Regions from separate parts of the Macaca mulatta genome. Here region 1 is linked to region 2. Evidence: chromatin contacts called from public Hi-C data. All regions are on one chromosome and are shown on one strand. Each heading gives the region's core, a stretch centred on a gene start, on an enhancer-like site or on the middle of the called end of the contact. The rest is flanking DNA. Distances are from core to core; before and after follow the strand shown.

The links. Hi-C and Micro-C count contacts between places; a contact is called where the count stands out from the background.
Region 1: a contact with region 2 is called in a Hi-C map of liver, with 6 times the contacts expected there. The contact joins the promoter of EIF3G here to the promoter of OLFM2 in region 2. A contact is called at or near these places in 4 of 14 Hi-C or Micro-C datasets (blood, fetal cortex germinal zone, fetal cortical plate and 1 more).

What each region holds. Positions count from the first base shown.
Region 1 is chr19:10,828,532-10,831,829 of T2T-MMU8v2.0, reverse strand. EIF3G (eukaryotic translation initiation factor 3 subunit G) reads left to right here and starts at 2,011. Exons shown (of 11, transcript NM_001266735.1): 1 at 2,011-2,070; 2 at 2,210-2,256; 3 at 2,748-2,831; 4 at 2,940-3,028; 5 at 3,139-3,198. The coding sequence starts at 2,051.
Region 2 is chr19:10,646,584-10,650,276 of T2T-MMU8v2.0, reverse strand. It overlaps OLFM2 (olfactomedin 2), which reads left to right and starts at 2,414. Exons shown (of 6, transcript NM_001265909.1): 1 at 2,414-2,499. The coding sequence starts at 2,437.

The DNA of each region.
Region 1 (3,298 bases), core at 762-3,261, 180 kb before region 2:
AGCCTCCTGAGTATCTGGGACTACAGGCACACAGAATTATGCCCAGCTAATTTTTTTAAAGTTGTTGTTTTCTTTTTTTTTTTTTTTTTTTTTTTAGGGGCCAGTCTCACAACTGTAATCCCAGCACCTTGGGAGGCCGAGGCGGGCCCCTGTCTCTACTATCTCTACTAAAAATACAAAAATTAGCACGACCTGGTGGCCGTAGTCTGTAATCCCAGCTATTCGGGAGGCTAAGGCAGGAGAATCTCTAGAACCCGGGAGGCAGAGGTTGCAGTGATCCAAGATTGCGCCACTGCACTCCAGACTGGGCGACAGAGTGAGACTGCATCCCCCCCCCAAAAAAAATGTGTTTTAGAGATGGGGGTCTCGCTATGTGTTGCCCAGGCTGGTCGAACTCCGGGGCTCAAGTGATCCTTCTGCCTCAGTCTCCCAAAGTGCTGGGATTACAGGCGCGGGCCACAACACCCAACTAATTTTTGTATTTTTAGTAAAGACGGGTTTCGCCATGTTGCCCAGGCTGGTCTTGAACTCCTGACCTCAAGAGATCTGCCCGCCTCGGCCTCTCAAAGTGCTGGGATTACACGTGTAAGCCACTGCATCCGGCATTGTCAAACTTTTTTTGTTCATATCACCCTCCTTAGGAGAAAACCCGAATTATTCTAAAATTGAATTTACATCAACTAAATTAATTTCAATTTAATTACATTTAATATCTCCCTAAAGGCAGAAACTAAATACTTAGGAATAAGATGGCTGATAGAGCTGGCTTTAGAAGACCACAATAGCTAAGATTTTTTTCCTCCCTGAAAAGCAGTTTTTTCCCCTGGGGAGTCATCATGAATCACTCCAACTGAGGACGGTTGTGCTTAGAGCAAGCAGCTGAGCCATAAACAAGTAAATGCACAAAATTATACCGGAAAGCCAAGAAGGCTACAAAGAAAAGAAGAGGGAGTGGCTGGGGAGGGGGGCGACTTGGCATCTGAATCATTGAGATCGGGAAAGAAGATAAGGAACAGTTTAAGCAAAAGGATTGTTTTCCCTGAGCTTTGGTTTCTTTTTTCTTTTTTTTTTCTATTTTAGAGACAGGGGTTCTCACTATGCTGCCCAGGCTGGTCTCAAACTCCTGGCCTCAAGCGATCCCCACACCTCAGTCTCCCAAAGTGCAGGATTACAGGCATGCGCCACCGGACCCAGTCTGAGCCTCAGTTTCCTCAGCTGTAAAATGGAAGTAATATCCTCCTCACCGTGCTTCATATACAACAAGCACTCAATAAGTGAGCCTTGTTATGATTATTATTATTTATTTTAATTTTACTTCTTTTTCTCAGACAGAGTCTCACTCTGCAGCCCAGGCTAGACTGCAGTGGTGTGATTTCGGCTCACTGCAGCCTCCGCCTCGTGGGTTCAAGCGATTCTCCCGCCTCAGCCTCCCGAGTCCCTGGGATTATAGGCGCCCGCCACCACGCCTGGCTAATTTTGGTTTTTTGTGTGTGTGGGTTTTTTTTTGTTTTGTTTTGTTTTTTGAGACGGTGTCTCGCTCTGTCGCCAGGGTGGAGTGCAGTGGCGCAATCTCAGCTCACTGCAACCTCCACCTCCCGGGTTCAAGCGATTCTCCTGCCTCAGCCTCCAATCTGTAGCTAGGACTACAGACGCGCACTACCACGCCCAGCTAATTTTTGTATTTTTAGTAGTGACGGGGTTTCGCCACGCTGGCCAAGCTGGTCTCGAACTCCTTACCTCAGGTGATCCGCCCGCCTCGATCTCCCAAAGTGAGGGGATTACAGGCTTGAGCCACCGCGCCCCGCCTATTTTAATTTTAAAGGTTAATAGGACCAGCACTGAAATCAGCCTCTGCCCCGCCAGCCCTGCTCTGGTACCAGCAGCGTTCAGCAGCACACACAGCCGCGTGCGCCTCCACCTCCGTCCGCAGGTGTCGTTGTGGGTGCCGCGGCTGGGCCTCTCTAGCGGCGACGGCGACACCGGAAGTCTCGTTTTCCACCCACTTCCGCTCTCTGGCCAGGCTTGGGCTGCGTGGAGAATACTTTTTGCGATGCCTACTGGAGACTTTGAGTGAGTCCGGGATCGCGGAGGGGGGCATGGGAAGCGGTTGGGGTGCTCTGGGCAGTATTATGGGGCCTGGGTGTGCCGAGGCTGCGGGGACCGGGCCTTGCTGACTTAATCTTCGCTTCCCACACATTTGTTTCCGCAGTTCGAAGCCCAGTTGGGCTGACCAGGTGGAGGAGGAGGGGGAGGACGGTAAGTGTACCCGGTCGCCCGGGGTAATCGCGGCCAGGCCCGAGCCGGGCGACTGACGCCTGCTTCCATCTCGCAGTCTGGCACCGTGTCCCCCGTCACGACCAGCCCCTGCCCCGCGCCATCCTCCTTGGGACCTGCCTGTTGCCAACTCCAGGTGTTCCCGGGCGGGTCCCTGTTCCTCCCATGTTACTGCCGAAGTCCTCCCAGCTGTTGCCTTACTCCAGGGAGGAAGTTGTAATCTCCCGTCTCCTGTTTGTCTACTGGCGCCTGGTTGGCTTCATGGCCTGGCACCCACCTTCCTACGAGGGATCCCCCATCTTTGCCACTCCAAGTCCCCACAGGGCTATCCCAGTGCGCTGCCTGGTCAGCCCTCTGCCCTTGGCCTGCCTTTCTCAGCTCTTGCTGTAGGCATCATCCCAAAGGCCCTTCCATCGCAGCTGGGGAGCTCCTGCCCTGGACCTGACCCCTCCTCCCCACGCTGCCTCTTGCAGACAAATGTGTCACCAGCGAGCTCCTCAAGGGGATCCCTCTGGCCACTGGCGACACCAGCCCAGAGCCAGAGCTACTGCCGGGAGGTGAGTGAGGACTGCCACTCCGTGTCCGGGTTGCCTCTCCCTCCAGCCCTGCCGCTCCTGATCCCCATGACCCAGGACTCAGTCCTTCTGTTTTTCCCCTTCTCCCAGCTCCACTGCCACCTCCCAAGGAAGTCATCAACGGAAACATAAAGACAGTGACAGAGTACAAGATAGATGAGGATGGCAAGAAGTTCAAGGTGAGGGTAGGGGGTCCCTTAGACCAGAAGGCGGCGGGGTGTGCTGAGGGGGTTGGTAAAGGAGATCCCCTAGTCCCAGAAGCCTGACCCTTCTCCCCTGCCATCCTCAGATTGTCCGCACCTTCAGGATTGAGACCCGGAAGGCTTCAAAGGCTGTTGCAAGGAGGAAGGTGAGGCGCTCCTTCCCCAGGGCTAACCCAGAGGAATTGGGAAACCGTGCTCCGGGACCTTTTTGTTAAGAGATGGGGCTTAACTCTTTTTTTTTTTTTT
Region 2 (3,693 bases), core at 1,165-3,664:
ATGTCTCCCAATAACTCTGCAAAAAACAGGTCTTCTAATAGATGGAAAGCTTTTTCCCTAAGGTCACATGGCCAAGAAGTAGCAGCACCAGGGTTGAACCCAGGTCTGTGGGTCACCAAGCTCTTTCTCATTAACTTGACAAATCCATCATTAACATGTTTTATCCCCAGTAAGGTTGAGATAGGAATGATACATGGTGGTCACAGGCAGCTGCTTCACATGACTAGAGGCTATGGACTGATAATACCCTGAAAACCAGGGTGTGGACCAAGCTGGCTAAGACCTACTGGACCCAACATGGTGTTGGGTTCTACCTAGGTTTCACCTGGGATCTCATTTTGCACTCATTAAAATACTAAAATTACCCACCCACCAGCTCCTGTGACAGTTCTAGGGACACTCAAATTTGGTGTAAAAATGGGTGGCACCACAGTCCACCTTTTTCCAGTTTTCAAGAATATTCCATCCCTCGGTTAAACAGACACATAGTAGCCGGGTGTGGTGGCTCACGCCTGTAATCTCAGCACTTTGGGAGGCCAAGGCGGGTGGATCATGAGGTCAGGAGTTTGAGACCAGCCTGGCCAATATGGTGAAGCCCCGTTTCTACTAAAAATACAAAAAATTAGCCAGCTGCGATGGCGCACACCTGTAGTCCCAGCTATTCAGGAGGCTGAGGCAGGAGAATCACTTGAACCCGGGAGGCGGAGGTTGCAGTGAGCCAAGATCACACCACTGCACTCCAGCCTGGGTGACACAGTGAGACTTTGTACCAAAAAAAAAAAAAAAAAAAAAAGAGACACATAAAGGTAGCAGTCCCAAACCACCTTGCCCATTATTCTCTCTTGAGTACACCCACTCCCTTTTCTCAAGTGTGAACTTTTCCTTTAACAAAAAATCTCTGAACTTTTCATTATTTTATGATTCCTCCTTGAATTCATTCCTGCAACAGTGTTAAGAGCCTGGATGCCCCACCAGCGTCTGGGGAGATCTCTCCTAGCCCATCAGTATCAGGGTCACAAAAATGCCAGGCTTCCTAGCCTCCCATATTTTATGCCCAATTTCTTTCTAATCTGACTTACTTACCCGCCCTCCTCCTCCACCTCTCCCTACATACATCTAAATCCCTGGAGGGGTGGGGAGGGAAGACGACTAGGGACACTTTTTTTTTTTTTTTAGACGAGTTTTCCTCCTGTTGCCCAGGCTGGAGTGCAATGGCACGATCTCCCTCACTGCAACCTCTGCCTCGTGGGTTCAAGCGATTCTCCTGTCTCAGCCTCCCGAGTAGCTGGGATTCCAGGCATGCACCACCACGCCCGGTTAATTTTTGTATTTTTTAGTTGAGATGGGGTTTTGCCATGTTGGCCAGGCTGGTCTTGAACTCCTGACCTCATATGATCCGCCCTCTTCAGCCTCCCAAAGTGCTGGGATTACAGGCGTGAGCCACCGCGCCCGGCCTAGGAACACTTTTGGAGGAGTGAGAGGCAGAGAAAGGCTGGAAAGCCTCCCGAAAGAGAGGCTAGACAAGGACGCCCTTCATATGCAAATGGCTTCGCGTGGAGGCGGTGTTAATATTTTGATTCTCTCGGGGGATGTGGTCTTTCATCTTGGGCTATTGAAACAGGAGCGAGGAGAAACTCTTCCAGGTGTGGCGGAGGCGGGGAGGCTTCCAGCGGGAGGACTGGTGGGGAAATGGGGCGCCCGGGGAGAGTGAAAACGAGACGCCCCTTTTGGAGGCCAGGCTCACCCACGTGGCCATTTCCATTGGCCTCTTGCCTGTTTCTCGGTCTCCTGTCCCCCCCAACCCCAATTTTTTCCCTCTTATTCCCCGTCTCCATCTATGCCCCACCCGTCTTGTCCTGGCACTGACCCCTCCTCCAACTTCCAATTTCAGACTCTGCCTCAGTTTCCCTGTTGACTCTTGAGTTTTTAGGGAGGGAGCATTCATCATTTCTCTTCTCTGCTACCAGGCCTTCCTCCTACTCCTCTCCCTCAACCATTCATCCCCCTCCCACCTGCAAAGTGGGAAATGTCCCCTGGAGGGTGAAATTTACAAACACGTGACGGGCACCCCTCCCCCACCTCCGCGACCCGCTCCCGGAATGGCCTGGGGGTTGGGGGGCGCTGCCAAGTCCTGTCCTCAGGTCCCCTCGCTGGTGCTGGCTCCCCCACTTCCCCGTCCCCCACCCCCCCACCCGACCCTGCTCGAGCTGCGCCCGAAGACGAGCTGGGGGCGGGGCGGGGGGCGGAGCCCGCAACAAAGACTCGGAGCAAGCGAGGGGGCGGGGGTGGGGCGGAATCCCAGCCGCCGGCGAGGCGGGGGAGGCGGCGGCGCAGGGTCGCCCCGGCCGGGCGGGCGGGGTCGCGCCTGGTGGCGGTCCCCGCGCCGAGACGCCGCTAGGGCGGGCGGGGGTCGGGACGCCGGGCTGGGGGCGCGTCATGTGGCCGCTCACGGTCCCGCCGCCGCTGCTGCTGCTGCTGTGCTCAGGCCTGGCCGGACAGGTAGGGGCCCGGCGGGCAGGTGCGGGCGCGGGTGGCTCCGGGAGAGGAGGGGGGCACGGAAGGTTCTTGCAGAAACGGTGTTGGGAGGCTCCACAAGCCCCCCCAGCTGCAGGGCGGCGAGGGACGGGGGTCGCACAGCGGGGGAGGGGCCGGGACGTGCACTCTCTGGCTTGGGAGAGGACAAGGGGGGCTTCAAATCCAGCCTCAGGTTGGGCTGGTTTGGGGGTGGCATCTTTGGGGTTCTCAACCCCTCCACGGCCTCGAGCCCCCACCCCGCCATCTCGCGGGAGCTGAGTGGGGTTGGGAGGGAAACTTCAGGGGGCTTTGGACGGGGACAGTTGCTTACCCTTGACTTCCTCTTCGGGGCCGAGATGCCCAGTTTCTGAAGCCCCCCACTCCTCGCCTGCAGCCCCCAGTGTGGGGCAGGGGGCGGGACTCACGTGAGAGTGACTGACGGGGACGCGTGTGAAATGCTTTGGGGGTGCAGGGTAAACGTGTGTGTCTTTGTGTCGTGGTTGGGTGTGACCGGGGGGAGTTTGTGTGTGTGGCGGTTGGGGGGCTTGTCCAAGTAGTGCCTGAGTTGGGGTGTGATCGGTATGTGAGAGAGTCTGTGTGTGACCGTGTCCTCATTACTGGCTCCGGATGACTGGGTGTTGTACAATACGTGTGTGGCCAGGTGTGTGGCCGTGTGAGAGCCTTGGAGTCAGCGTGTGCTATTCTGTACCTTTGGGTAAATCATTCTAAAAGGGTGTGTGTGTGTGTGCGCGCGCGCGCGCGCGCAAGCGCTGTGTGTGCAAACGTGTCCATCCATGCACGTGTGTGTGTCTTGGTGCCTTGCTCACAACCGCACACGCCATTCATGCCCTTATAGAAGCATCTCCCTCCCCCTGGCACCCTTCTCTTGGGCAGGCTCAGGGAGCCTTGCAGAATGTGGGGCGTCCACGCTCTCTTTTGCTATTGGAAAGCCCCCTTCTCCTCCTCCATCTTGGGGGTGAGAGCACCCCCAAGTTCTCAGCTCTGTAGGAGTTCACAGGGAAGCTGGGATCAAAAATAATAAAGTAGTCATTATAATAACAGTGAGCATTCATTACGTGCTAATTTGAGGGGTGCTGTTTCAATCACACAGCACAGACTAAGGCATTTAACCCCCTCTGCCTCTTGTCTACTAGGGCATGGTATTGTTACCTTCATTTT